3 separate regions of the Zea mays genome follow, and regions 2 and 3 are each linked to region 1. Evidence: chromatin contacts called from public Hi-C data. All regions are on one chromosome and are shown on one strand. The core of a region is the stretch at or near the end of the contact, and the rest is flanking DNA. Distances in the headings are between cores, read along the strand shown. Region 1 holds the start of LOC100194067. Region 2 holds the start of sbp23 (SBP-transcription factor 23). Region 3 holds the start of LOC100286241 (heat shock 70 kDa protein).

Region 1 (4,567 bases), core at 1,367-3,866:
CATGTGGTAGTAGTTCAAGAGTGGAGGTCACGACCACTGCGATTGTGCCGACAGATAAGAGGGAACGATAACAGCTGACGGAAGAAGACCAGGGGAAGAAGGGAATACTAGGCAAGAGCATTGGATCGTGTGAGAAAACCAAATAGTGAAAATTGCACACACATACATAAAGCCCTCAATTCCCTCTCTCAACTATCAGGTGTGGAATTCAAAGCGTCGCATGACTTGCATGATCCTTGAGACATGCGATATGATGATTGCACAGTCAATGTTGATAATACATGTGTAATTATTTGCATGCATGATAGACCAATTATGTTAGGTGTTTTGGGAAAGAAGCATTGCTAGTAGGTCTCCACAGACCCGTGACTAATTTCCTATGATATTTTCATTCAATATTTTCCTTTTTTCTTGAACTACTTGGGCTTGGAGCCTAAGTGATAATCCACTATAAGATCGAGTGAAGTATTGAACTATTATAGGAGTGGTACAAATCTTGCCTTGAGTTTGACATATATCGTATGGCAAAAGAATTAAGACGTGTGTATATCAAGGTTCGAGTCATATGATCTTTATGTGTACATGAGATTCAATATATGTTGCTTGGTGCTGCTATTGATTGATGGACTCAAAATGGGTTTTGATCATGGTCATCTACACATGAACCAAACACGTACACATTTAAGGGGTTGGAACAGTTGAACAAACGATTAACAACTACAAGTGACAGATTATTGATATACCCAATAAGTAAGTATGATATATGAGAACATCGCTAGGCTTTTAGGGTAAAAGCACTTTACTAGGGGGTCTATATATAAAGGAGTTGACGTGATTGAAGAGAGAAACATTCTAGCCATTACCTCTCTCCCTGTAGTTACAGGTGCCCAAGATATCACTGCCTTTACTCTCACTGCGCATGTGGCGTCACAACGTTTCATTCGAATGATATGGATTCCATGGAGATATTGCAACTATTGCTAAGATGTTGATCAACAACAAACATGAGGAGCACACTTACATGTTGTTGTTGCTGGTATGCAATGATGTACAATTACTTCCACTATGTCGCCGTGCTCTTCTTCCACTATGTTGCATGTCTAGTGGTAACAACCAATGATCTTGTACTTGCATGTCATCTTGGTTGAACGTGGTATTTATGCTAGCCTGTTGTAAACCCATTTCTCTAGACCTCCATGATTGACACCAAGGAGATTTGGAGAGTTGCGAATCCATCGAAGGTTAAATTTTCTTCACGATCGTAATGCATAAGACTTTGGGCTGAGGATCATCATAAGCGACATGGGCTTCAATATGGTGATAAGTGCGCCCTTTACAATCAACAAAGTGAGACGACATATCACTTGTTACTCAGTTGCATCTTTACTTGAGAAGTTTGGTGTTGGGTTCTGTGTTAGGCAGGGCTTGAGTGCCTCATGTCATCATCTTCAGACATCTAGTCCATTAGTGGCAGCGGTCCGGTCCCTTGCACAACACAAGAATCGATGGCATAAGGCCCCTAAATTTTTTGGGGGGCCCAAATTCATGCTACAAGGTTTGATTTTTTTTGTTTGTTGATGATCAAGTTATTACTATAATGACTATAAGGTTCGAACAATATCAGGGGTATGAGAAAATCTTCGATTTTTTTTACTTCACTTAAGTTGTGGTCTTTAGATAACAAAAGTTTAGTTTCTTCTTATACTCAACTTGAGACAACACTAAAGAATGTCAACATTTTGATGTCAACAACAAAGACTTGTATATGGAGTTAATGTTCCTTCAGCAGTTTATCTCCAAAATGCTAGGACCAGCCCTGCTTGGAAAGAAAGGAATAACCGAGTTTTCAATGAAGATGGGCAACACTAGCGAAACTCATTAAGTTGGTCATGGAAGAAGGAAACTGTCGGTTACATGTGGGGTTTGCAATGTTGTCGACGTTCTCATGGCGTCGAGTTGACTGAGAGCTTTGGTATAAACGCCACAACTTGGTTCATTTTCAGTGTCTCAGTGTGTGCCGACAGTCTATAGGCGAGCAACTCGCTCGGCAATAGGCTGAGCCTTGTAAATTTTCTACCTTCTCAATGAAATACGAGCATAATCCCGTCTGCTAAAAATAAATGTTGAATTGAATGGAGTTTTGCAAATAGGGTGATGATTTTTTTATGGAAGAAAAGAAACGACATTTAAACTAAGCAAAAACCTATAGTATGGCCTTAGCCCAACTTTATAAAAGCTGGCCTATGATTTACATTTACCAGCCCTTCTATGGCTTTTCATACAGCAGGCTAGTAGAACGGACATTGTTTGGACGCGGGCCATCTGATTCAGGAATCAATCACTGAAAAAAGGGTGACTAGGCCCAAACAGCAGCATTTTACTGTTGCGTCTTGCGTGGAAAAAAAAAAGGCAGCGACACAGTAAAAGGTGAAAACAAACGGTCCGGCAAGCTCGATACCCAATGCAATCCCGCTTCCACCTCCTCCGTCCTCTTCACTCTCCCCCATCCCAGTCAGTCCTCTCCATGACCTCCGCCGCGGCCGCCTCCCCGGACCCCATGGTGGCGTAATTTCTGCCGCCAATTCCCTTGCCTCCAGACTTCAAATCCCCACCACCATCGAACCTCCCCAACCCGGCAAATCCTAAATCCAATATAGGCTAACCCTAGCCGCCCATCCGCCCGCCATGAAGGCGTCGATCAAGTTCCGCGACGACGACCGACCGCTGCTGCGCGCCAAGGTGCCGATTGGCGTGCTGGGGCTGCCCTTCCTCTCGGGCCTCGCGGCGGGGGGAGACGCCAAGGACCTCCGCTTCGACCTCTCCACCGCCTTCTCCTCTGGCCCGGCGCTCCGCCTCTCATACCGCCCCAACGAACCCCTCCAGCCTTTCGCCCTCTCCGTCCGCACGGGGCTGGGGCCGCTGGGGTCCCCTGCCCGCGCCCCATTCGCCCTCGCCGCCGAATTCAACCTCACCTCCTCCAACCCGCCCGCCTTCTCGCTCCTCTTCAAGCCCCGGATCGGGGACTTCGCCGTCGCCAGCTCCGTCCGCTCCCCGCCGACACCGCCGCCCACATCCACTCCGCCCCCGCTAGCGATCAAGATGGTCGACCTCACCACCAACGGCGACGACCACGACTGCGAAGCACACGGTAACGGCTTCTCCTTTAACGGGAATGTATTGGGGGCGAACGTGGCGGCCGTCACCGGGACGGACGGCGGCGGCGGCGGCGTAGGCGCGCTGCTGTCCGGGATGCGGCTCACGACCAGGAGCATGCTGCCACTGTGGAGTAAAGCGAGCCTGCGGTTCCAGTGGGGGCTGCGTGTGCCGCCGGAGATCAAGGCCACGCTTGCAGACAACGGGTACGGGCGCAAGGCTGGGAGCCTCGCCATCAGCAAGCTGCCGCTGCTGGTGATGAACAAGATCACCATCGAGCACACGCCCAAGGTGCCTTCACAGTCTGAAACGGACAAGAAGAGGAAGAAAGATACACCACCGGCAGCCAAGGATGAAGAGTTGTCATTCATGAAGAGGCAACTGGATAAGCTGAATGTGGAGAACACAATGCTGCGTCGTGCAGTTGAGGACTTGCGTGCAGAGATTGGAGCCGGCAAAGGCGATGATCGTAAGCTGCCAACAGCAGTGCCACCTCAACAACATTCTTTAGTGTCGAAACCAGATCGCCATTTCCACATCAATGCGAAGGAATTGGTAGACAGTGGGACGAAACCGGCCTCAAATGAAGCAAGTGAGGAGTTGAAGAAGGTGCTTGAGGGCCGGCGGAAGTAAGAAGCACCTAGCTAGGGCTTGCTGTTATTGCAAGCCCTACATTATGACATAGCTGCTGACTGCTGTGTCAGGTTTTGTGGTTAATAATAATACTTCCTCGCTGGAGAAGATTGCTAAGGTCAGTTTAGCCCCTCGCTGGAGAAGATTGCAAGTGAGGTTGCCATTCGCCATAGGTGTGGTAGTAATTTTGCCTCAATTCTATTTTCATTGCTTGTCTTAGGATATTCTGTTCTGTATAAATTTTCATCTTTTGATCTAAAATGAATGAAGGATTAGTTTTTTCAACAGCCCCCTTCGAAGGATGTGGTATTAATCTCAGTGAAATTTTGGTATGTGCAATTATTCCTTTGAATCAAGTGTTGAGCATTGGTGACGCTCCCAAGTTGCCTATATCTTAACAAGCGGCTTGGCTGATTATTAAGATATAGACAACTGAAGTGTGAACTGGGAAAGTAGGTCTGGAATAACCCCAATAACTCTGAATTGTTTGAGTATCCTTTTGTAATTCCTATGTTAATTTAGGGCTCAGAGCGACGATCGATGTTGGATTCGGCACAAACATGTACAAGCTGAAACGGTTCCTCCACCAGATCAATAAACCCCAAAAGATAGGCCGCGAACTAGGGCTTCTTTTGCAAGAAACTTGTTTCTCACACACTCACACAAGCTCGCGGTCTGTCTCCAACAACACCCTGTAAAAGGGTCTTGTTCGCTAAATTTAGCGGATGATGTCATCCTGTACGCCTCCAGCAATGCACGCCAAAAGGAGCCCTAAATTTTG
Region 2 (4,567 bases), core at 1,168-3,667, 180 kb after region 1:
AGCCTATTGCTAGTCTCAATCCACTAATAATTAACCTAACCTCTAAATCACAATGCCTCCGAAATGGCATAGAGACTAAGACAACACAAAATCAAACGAGGCAAAAAAAAGATTTGACAATCCATAAACCGTAATACCACATCACAGCTGCACATTGAAATCCAATAACAAGCCACAAAAACACAGATCCATCAACGAACAATTTCATTTACATAAACATGAATAATAATACAAATCCACCGAACAAAATGGAAAAAAAAAATAGAAAGAGATAATCACGAACATTAGCCGAGGTGTCACTCACTCACTCAGGCACTCTAATCTCCAGAGCTCAACAAAGGCTAAAGATTCCCGCTCCACATTAACCATCCGTGCAAGATACATGTAAAAATATACAAGGTTAGACAACACAAACAAAGATAAAATAAACCCACGTAAAACGGAGAAAATCAAAATTTGAATGATGAACTCTAGCCACGTCGGTACTCAAAGGTCTGTAGCTAGATGAAGACTAAATATTACCAAACTGGACATCAACGTCGAAATTGGATGAACAAAACATACGGCCACAAATGAAAACAAACGAACGAACTCACGCATGTCGCATATATAGGCGTGATCGACTGAGCAAAAGGTGAAACCAAAGCTGTAATAATGACTAACCCTAGCTAGCCACATTGCCTCTCCAAGCTTCGCGAACATACACGAAAATGAAGCGATGGACAGAATTATAATAGAAAAATAAGACTGTTTCCTAAAACCCAAATAGTCGCCGCTGATGAGCAGAACCTACATGTTAGTGAAAATAAAATCGAAGACTTACAAGATGAACAGTGCGCTGACAGTCATCAAATCGAGCGTCCGGAGTCCGAACTCGAGAGGAAGAGATAGTTTAGTGCACATGATGCACATATTAAATCATCATTATCTATATCAGAACTAATATATCTAATTGATAATTGTAATTTATAAATAACATATTCCACCACTATACCCCACTACGTTAGAGGGTGTTTTTAGTAAAATTTACCTAACAAATAGAGAAGTTATATCTAAAATAAGTGATGACGATTTAATATGTGCACTAAACTTCTATGTGCATACTATATAGTCTTTTTGTGGATGGAAACCCCCTGATCCACTGCAACCGCATCCTGTAATAACAGTGCAAAATATACGGCGGTTGAGACACAGCAGCCTCTCACCTCCTCAATAATAGGAGGCACCGCTCACGTCCTTCCGGGACCCGCCACCACCAGCCGCACGGCCATCAATAGTGCACCACGCCGCTGTACAAAGCTACCAGTGGCAGCTGCTGGCGCCGGCCATGGCCATACCTGCACGAGCGCGCCTGCCTCCGCTGGCCTGTTTTTCTGTTCGCTCTCCGGTCAGCCATGGTGGCGCGCACAGCGCTGCGTGCCACAGTGCGGCCTGCCGGCCGCTGCCGGTGATGCTCACGTTCCAGGCCTGGGCCGGGCGGCCTACTGTTGCGCGCCACCAACCACGTCAGCATCGACGACACTTGGCGACTGGCCCACCCATCATCCCCAGTTCCTGAGAGTCCTCGGTGCTGTGTCTGTGCGCGTGTGATGGCCTGATGGGATCGCCGGAGGTAGCTGCGGCTTTTCTAAAAGAGCCAGCAACAATTCTCTTTTTCTGTCTTTCACTTATAAACTGGTTCACTATGAGGCCCTGTTTGAAAGCAAGTGGAATGAACGGGATTGAAGGGCTAAAATCACTTACTATTTAAAACTGAATAGTGAGAAATTCTAGCTAGGCTACTTTAGAAATCTCAAATCCTCTTCAAGATTAGAGAGGATTGAGGTGAAAATGAACTAATTTCCTCTTCAATGTCCTTTAATCCTGAAGGGGATTCGATTTTTCAAACTAGCCCTCAATCCTTCTCGTTACTCTCACTCCCGGCATGTTTGGTTTGTGGCTAACTGTGCCCCATTTTACCTAAGGTTAGTCGTTCGAATTGAATAACTAACCTTAGGCAGAAAAGTTAGGTAAAATGAGGCAAATTAGGCATCAATCCAAACGGGCCATAGTATGGCCGGCCGTGGACGGACGGACTTTTCCACCACCACACACGCGCGCGCTATATAAGGCGCGCAGGCCGGCGCAGCCAGCAAGGAAACCAACAAACAGAGCAAGCAGTTGGTGGCGCATGGAACAGTAGTGTGCGGCGCGAGAAAAGAGGAGCTTGGTGGTGTGGGTGCGGTGGTGGCGGCCGAGCTAGCAGCAGGCTGCTGCGACTGGGAGTGGGAGGGAGCCGAGCGGAGGAGGTGCGTGTGGTGGGAGGTGGGGACGGCAGCACAGCACACACAGGCGCACACGCGCGCGCACTGCACCACACACACGCCAAAGCGTTATTTTAAGGGCGGCGCCACCACTGTTGTCGCCTCCTTCCTCACTGCCTCCTCCTACCCTTCCCTCGCTGAAGCCCTCTCGCGCCTCCTCCCACTCCCACTGGACAGAGAGGAGGTTAGTGGAAGGCGGGCTAGGAGGCTACGCCGCCACAGACGCGAAGCGATAGCGTCGGGGGGAAGCAAGGAAGCGGGTGGCAATGGCGACCGGCGGCGGCGGTGGGAGCGACGACTTCCACGGGCTCACGTTCGGCCAGAAGATCTACTTCGAGCAGGACGCGGGCGCCGCCGGGGGGAGCGCGACGGGCGGCAGGAAGGGGAAGGGCGCCGCGGCGTCCGCGAGCGCCGCCCAGCCGCCGCGGTGCCGGGTGGACGGGTGCGGCGTGGATCTGAGCGCCGTCAAGCAGTACTACTGCCGGCACAAGGTGTGCTACATGCACTCCAAGGAGCCGCGCGTCTTCGTCGCCGGCATCGAGCAGCGCTTCTGCCAGCAGTGCAGCAGGTTCAAAATCCCGAACCACTCTTTCCGTTCCCGTCTCCCAGTAGTCCAGTACCAGGCGCTGCTGCTCAGCTCTGCTACTACTACTATATTCCGCTCGTGATACCGTCAGCAGCTGAATGCACCACATGTCCACACACACACTCCAATTCAGAAGCCAAGCCAACCTCTGCAGTTGGCTGGCTCATCTCGTTCTCGCATGGGATGCTAGCAAGCATGCTGCTGCCTGGGAGAGTACCGTTGGTGCACAATTGTCTTGTCTGGGGGTGGCCGGGTGGGCGTCGAAGTTGATTAGGGATGGATCCGGATATTTATTCGGATGTCAATTTTTTGATCTTCTTTCTTCGATTGTGAACAAATAACATATAGAATTTGCTATGTAAATTTATATTCTTGTTTTTAGCATTGAGGCTATTAATCTTCACAAAAAATAAACATTAAATTCATTCTAGATATTTTTAAATAATTGATATAAAATTCGGATGTCTATCCGAATACGGATTCGGATGTTTTTTCACCTTTTTTGTTGTAGGGAGAAAATAATGTACATAAAAATGTATACAAAAATTTATTTAAATACTTCATAATATTCTTCATAACATTGCCAAAAATTAGCTTTAAATTATATGTATATCTATGCTAAAATATTAGATTTGTGATACAATTCGGATGTTTTAGGAACATCCCTAAAGTTGATGTAAATTTTGGGCAAGTGGAATCTGACCAGAATAGTAAGGGACATAGATGTGAGCATTCACAGTATCTTGTCTCAGCACCACATCCAGTATATACTACTATAGGAAGCCTACATTCATCTTCTTTTTTTTTCCTTATCCTACTGTGCTGGTAGCCTATGTGAATGGCTATTGGCTAGTACAGTGCACCAGTACCTGTACGACACTATTTAATGTCCTAGATGGAAAATGAAACTGGAATTAGGGGGTGCTTGAAACTGGAAGCCTGCAGGGCACCAACAAACAAACACGTCCTTAATCCTAAGATACATACATCACTTTTTTAGACTTTTAATTAGTATGTCGTTTAGCTGTTTGTTTTATTCAATTTTTTTTGCATAACTATTTATGTTGGCATGGCTTATTTTATTATTCGACCTACTTTAGTAACGACTTATTTAATTTATTGTTTTTTAAATTTTTTTACAAGGATTAATGATCAAATATGATATCTAAATAGAAGTCAAAAGCATCATGTATTTGTCTATTTTGGGACGGAGATAGTATAATGAAAATGGAATCGACTCAGCTTAGGAGTTGTGTGCTCATGCTGAAAATATTTCAAAGTTCACCTGTGATCACATATGGTCCATGCTTGTAAGTAGATAGCGTCGCTTTTGCTTAACTTTGTTTAGTCTAGACTAGATCTGCATCAAGTGCATAGTACTGTAAGGTTACACGCGACGCGCAGATCATATCATGCATAGTCTTAAATGCCGTTGCTAGCTTTGTTGCATCTCGATGAGGGGAACAAAGGGCGTGCAAGTGCCATGCTAACATTGGCTCTCTGTAGCCTTTTTTGCGTCACCGGTAAAGAGAAGGTTCCGACCGTTCATCCATAGATAAACACATCACTTTGAATGATATATAAACACCCCCCCTAAAGTCTCTCTACGTACGTACCTGTGCCCGGTCCCTGTGAATGATTGCAGGTGCTATTATTCCCACATGGAGCCTTGATATTG
Region 3 (4,567 bases), core at 1,425-3,924, 130 kb before region 1:
TTCGTCAACACGCAGCAGGCCCCTACCTGGCGCGCCAACTGTCGGCGTTTCGAGACCGGGGGGTCCCTAAGCCGACGAGTGAGTGTGCCGCGTGCCCCAGCCCAGATGGGTCGAGCGCGTGGGCGAGCGCGAAGGGGGGAAAGCGAGGTGGCCGGAGACGGGCGTGAGAGAGGTGGAAATCCCGCAGCCTTCGTGTTCGTCCCGCGCCCAGGTCGGGTGCGCTTGCAGTAGGGGGTTACAAGCGTCCACGCGGGTGAGGGAAGCGAGCGGCCCCAAGAGAGCGCCTGTCCCGCCCTCGTCCCCGCGCGGCCGACCTTCTCTAAGAAGGCCCTGGTCCTTCCTTTTATAGGCGTAAGGAGAGGATCCAGGTGTACAATGGGGATGTAGCAGAGTGCTACGTGTCTAGCGGAGGGAGAGCTAGCGCCCTAAGTACATGCCAATGTGGCAGCCGGAGAGATCTTGGCACCCTGTTGGTGTGATGTCGTGGCTGTCGGAGGAGCAACGGAGCCTAGCGGAGGGACAGCTGTCGGAGCGGTTGAGTCCTTGCTGACGTCCCCCCTGCTTCCGTAAGGGAGCTGAGAGCCGCCGTCGTCACAGGGCTAGCGGGGCGCCATCATTGCCTATCTGGCGGAGCTAGCCAGATGGGACACCGGTCTTGTTCTCTGCGGCCCGAGTCGACTCGGGGTAGGGTGATGATGGCGCTTCCTGTTGACGTGGCGGGCCTGTGCCCTAGGTCGGGCGACGTGGAGGCTCCTCCGAAGCCGAGGTCGAGTATGTCTTCCATGGCCGAGGCCGAGCCCGAGCCCCTGGGTCGAGCGAGGCGGAGGTTGTTCGGCAGAGGCCAGGGCGGAGTCCGAGCCCTGGGGTCGGGCGAAGCGGAGTTCGTCGTCTTCTGGGGCTGAGCCCGAGTCCGAGCCCTGGGTCGGGCGGAGCGGAGTTCGTCGTCTTCCGGGGCCTAGCCCGAGTCCGAGCCCTAGGTCGGGCGGAGCGGAGTTCGCCGTCTTCCGGGGCCTAGCCCGAGTCCGAGCCCTGGGTCGGGCGGAGCGGAGTTCACCGTCTTCCGGGGCCTAGCCCGAGTCCGAGCCCTGGGTCGGGCGGAGCGGAGTGCGCCGTCTTCCGGGGCCTAGCCCGAGTCCGAGCCCTGGGTCGGGCAGAGCGGAGTTCGCCGTCTTCCGGGGCTTAGCCCGAGTCCGAGCCCTGGGTCGGGCGGAGCGGAGTTCGCCGTCTTCCGGGGCTTAGCCCGAGTCCGAGCCCTGGGTCGGGCGGTGCGGAGTTCGCCGTCTTCCGGGGCTTAGCCCAAGTCTGAGCCCTGGGTCGGGCGGTGCGGAGTTCGCCGTCTTCTGGGGCTTAGCCCGAGTCCGAGCCCTGGGTCGGGCGGAGCGGAGTTTCCTATGGCGCCTTCGGCAAGGCCTGACTGCCTGTCAGTCTCACTCTGTCAAGTGACACTGCAGTCGGAGTGGCGCAGGCGGCGCTATCCTTCTGTCAGACCGGTCAGTGGAGCGGCGAAGTGACGACGGTCACTTCGGCTCTGCCGGGGGGCGCGCGTCAGGATAAAGGTGTCAGACCACCTTTGCGTTAAATGCTCCTGCGACTCGGTCGGTCGGCGCGGCGATTTAGTCAGGGTTGCTTCTTAGCGAAGGCAATGCCTCGGGCGAGCCAGAGATGTGTCCGCCGTTAAAGGGGGGCCTCGGGCGAGACGGAAATCCCTCGGGGTCGGCTGCCCTTGCCCGAGGCTAGGCTCGGGCGAGGCGTGATCGAGTCACTCGTATGGACTGATCCCTGACTTAATCGCACCCATCAGGCCTCTGCAGCTTTATGCTGATGGGGGTTACCAGCTGAGAATTAGGCGTCTTGAGGGTACCCCTAATTATGGTCCCCGACACGACTGATAAGACCGATAAATCGGTCATTGAATTGATAAATCGACAATACGTGTGAAGAAATCAAACCACTTGTCATTTAGCAAATAAAATATATTGAGATCACAAAGTTTAAAGAAAAGATTGCCCAAATGTTATCACAAGTTAAAAGATTTGAGGCTAAAAGAAAGAAAATCCTCAAAACCTAACTACTAGAGGCCACCAGTTTATCTCTAACTAAGACCGATTAATCGACTATTCGGTAAAATCAATTGCTTTTTATTTTTTTGAAACTTGTTTGATTTTTAGTTTAAAATACGTAGTGTGTTTTCAAATTTGGTTTCAGGGAATATCTTAAAACAATCCATAGTATTTATAGAAAAGCCGACATCAAATTTGTTCAGAATTTATAAAATATCCCAAATTTAATTGGGTAAACCGGTGATATGGTTAAACCGTCATGGACGGATTACTGATTAATCGGTCGGTTAGCTGGATTTATCGATTGGTTTGATAATTTTTACTCCACATAGTCAGATTCTTATAAAAAAACTTAGAAGAAAAAAAGTTTAACTAAACAGACCCATAGATGGGAGTGATTACCATTTTTCAAGCACCGACGAGAGAATCTATCCACCATATACGATGATCGGCGCACGATTGGAGTCCGAGTCCTGGAAAAGCCAGGCCCAACGGACGGTGGCGGGTTGATGCCGTCTAGAAGCTTCCACCCAGCCTCGTGGCCCACCGTCAGCCACAGACTTGCCCTGGTGAGAAATCACAGAAATGCCCCTGGCCACCATTTCTTTCCCCTCTCCCAAGCCAGTGCCGCGGACCGCGAGGGTTTTAAGAGAAGGCGGCGGCGCCGTTCACTAGGGTTTTTCCTGATCTCGCCTCCTCCTACTTCCCGAGCCACACACGCTGCCGCCGTGAGCCGCCGCCCACAAGGCTTAGCACCAACCATGGCCTTCGGAGCTCTCGTCACGTCGAGGCTGGTCAGGTCCGGCCACACCCTTGCATCTGCCGTTGCCCAGGTCCGTGCCACCTTTGTTCCCGTGAACCTGCTCTTTTCTTGCAGTTCGTGCGCCTTGGTCAAGGTCAATTTATGGCGTTTTGCCGTTTTCGCGCTGTCCTAACGATGTTAGATTGATCCGATGTGTTGATCTGTTCCCTGCTTTTGCCATTGATTAGGGTCCCGTTGCCCAGCGGATAGCACCTCCTCTGCTCTCCAGGCTTGGAGCAGTAGCTCGTCTTCTCAGGTAATTACGAACTGGAGATGTTTTGACATCAGTAGTTCCCTATCCATGGCAATTTGTTTCGTGCCTTTGCGGCGCCTAAGTTAATGTTCTGCATGCAGCACAAAGCCAGCCGCAACAGATGTCATCGGTATCGATCTAGGCACAACGAATTCCTGCGTCTCCGTCATGGAAGGAAAGGTACATTTTTCCCCAGTCCACTCTGAAATCTTCCATGTGACCATGTCCACTCTGAAATATGCCATTTTCCGTTATTTGTAAATGTGGTGTCGCTGTATCCATCCGTAGTAAATGTCGTAGTAGATGTCAATCATATTTACTTAACGTCACGTAGCTTCAAATTGCTGCAAATTGAGTACATGTTCAATGAGTTCTGTTTATGATGCTACTAGTCAGGAAATGATGGATGGATTTGCTTGTGTAGACACCACGGGTGATTGAAAATGCAGAAGGCGCGAGGACGACACCCTCCATTGTTGCCAAGAATCAGAATGGTGACCTGTTGATTGGTATCACAGCGAGCCGGCAGGCAGTAACCAATGCCCAGAACACAATCCGTGGGTCAAAGCGTCTGATCGGTAGGACTTTTGATGACCCACAGACCCAGAAGGAGATGAAGATGGTGCCTTACAAGATTGTCAAGGCGCCGAATGGTGATGCCTGGGTCGAGATGGGTGGCCAGCAGTACTCCCCTAGTCAGATTGGTGCATTTGTTCTCACTAAGATGAAGGAAACTGCAGAGGCTTACCTTGGCAAGACAGTCTCTAAGGCTGTTATTACTGTCCCAGCTTATTTTAATGATGCTCAACGCCAGGCTACCAAGGATGCTGGTAGGATTGCTGGACTGGAAGTTATGAGGATTATCAATGAGCCCACTGCTGCAGCTTTGTCTTATGGAATGAACAACAAGGAGGGCCTTATTGCAGTGTTTGACCTGGGTGGTGGCACATTTGATGTGTCAATCCTTGAGATATCAAATGGGGTTTTCGAGGTAATTTTCTTCTCATATCTTGCACAGATTCTCTATGCAGATGTTGAAATTGGTGTAGTAATTCTTAATTCTGACACCTTGTTCAGGTCAAGGCAACCAATGGTGATACTTTCCTTGGTGGTGAGGATTTTGATGGTGCACTGCTTGAGTATCTGGTTAGTGAGTTCAAGAAGTCAGACAACATTGATCTGAGCAAGGACAAGTTAGCACTGCAAAGGCTCAGGGAAGCTGCTGAGAAGGCCAAGGTTGAGCTTTCGTCCACTATGCAGACTGAAATCAACCTCCCATTTATCACTGCTGATGCATCTGGTGCAAAGCACTTCAACATTACCTTGACCAGATCTAAGTTTGAGTCTCTTGTGAGCAATCTCATTGAGAGGACTCGCATCCCTTGTGTGAACTGCCTCAAGGATGCTGGCATCTCTGCTAAGGAGATTGATGAGGTCCTACTGGTTGGTGGT

What was found. Hi-C and Micro-C count contacts between places; a contact is called where the count stands out from the background.
Region 2: a Hi-C map of ear shows a contact between it and region 1, with 1.9 times the contacts expected there. The contact joins the promoter of sbp23 here to the promoter of LOC100194067 in region 1. A contact is called at or near these places in 3 of 25 Hi-C or Micro-C datasets (ear, leaf and tassel).
Region 3: a contact with region 1 is called in a Hi-C map of ear, with 2.4 times the contacts expected there. The contact joins the promoter of LOC100286241 here to the promoter of LOC100194067 in region 1. A contact is called at or near these places in 4 of 25 Hi-C or Micro-C datasets (ear, leaf and tassel).

Annotation. Positions count from the first base shown.
Region 1 is chr2:195,245,248-195,249,814 of Zm-B73-REFERENCE-NAM-5.0, reverse strand. LOC100194067 reads left to right here and starts at 2,616. Exons shown (of 1, transcript NM_001139123.1): 1 at 2,616-4,069. The coding sequence starts at 2,686. The coding sequence ends at 3,786.
Region 2 is chr2:195,066,338-195,070,904 of Zm-B73-REFERENCE-NAM-5.0, reverse strand. It overlaps sbp23 (SBP-transcription factor 23), which reads left to right and starts at 2,417. Exons shown (of 3, transcript NM_001143473.1): 1 at 2,417-2,871. The coding sequence starts at 2,570.
Region 3 is chr2:195,379,337-195,383,903 of Zm-B73-REFERENCE-NAM-5.0, reverse strand. LOC100286241 (heat shock 70 kDa protein) reads left to right here and starts at 2,674. Exons shown (of 5, transcript NM_001159129.1): 1 at 2,674-2,893; 2 at 3,051-3,118; 3 at 3,217-3,295; 4 at 3,540-4,106; 5 at 4,193-4,567. The coding sequence starts at 2,822.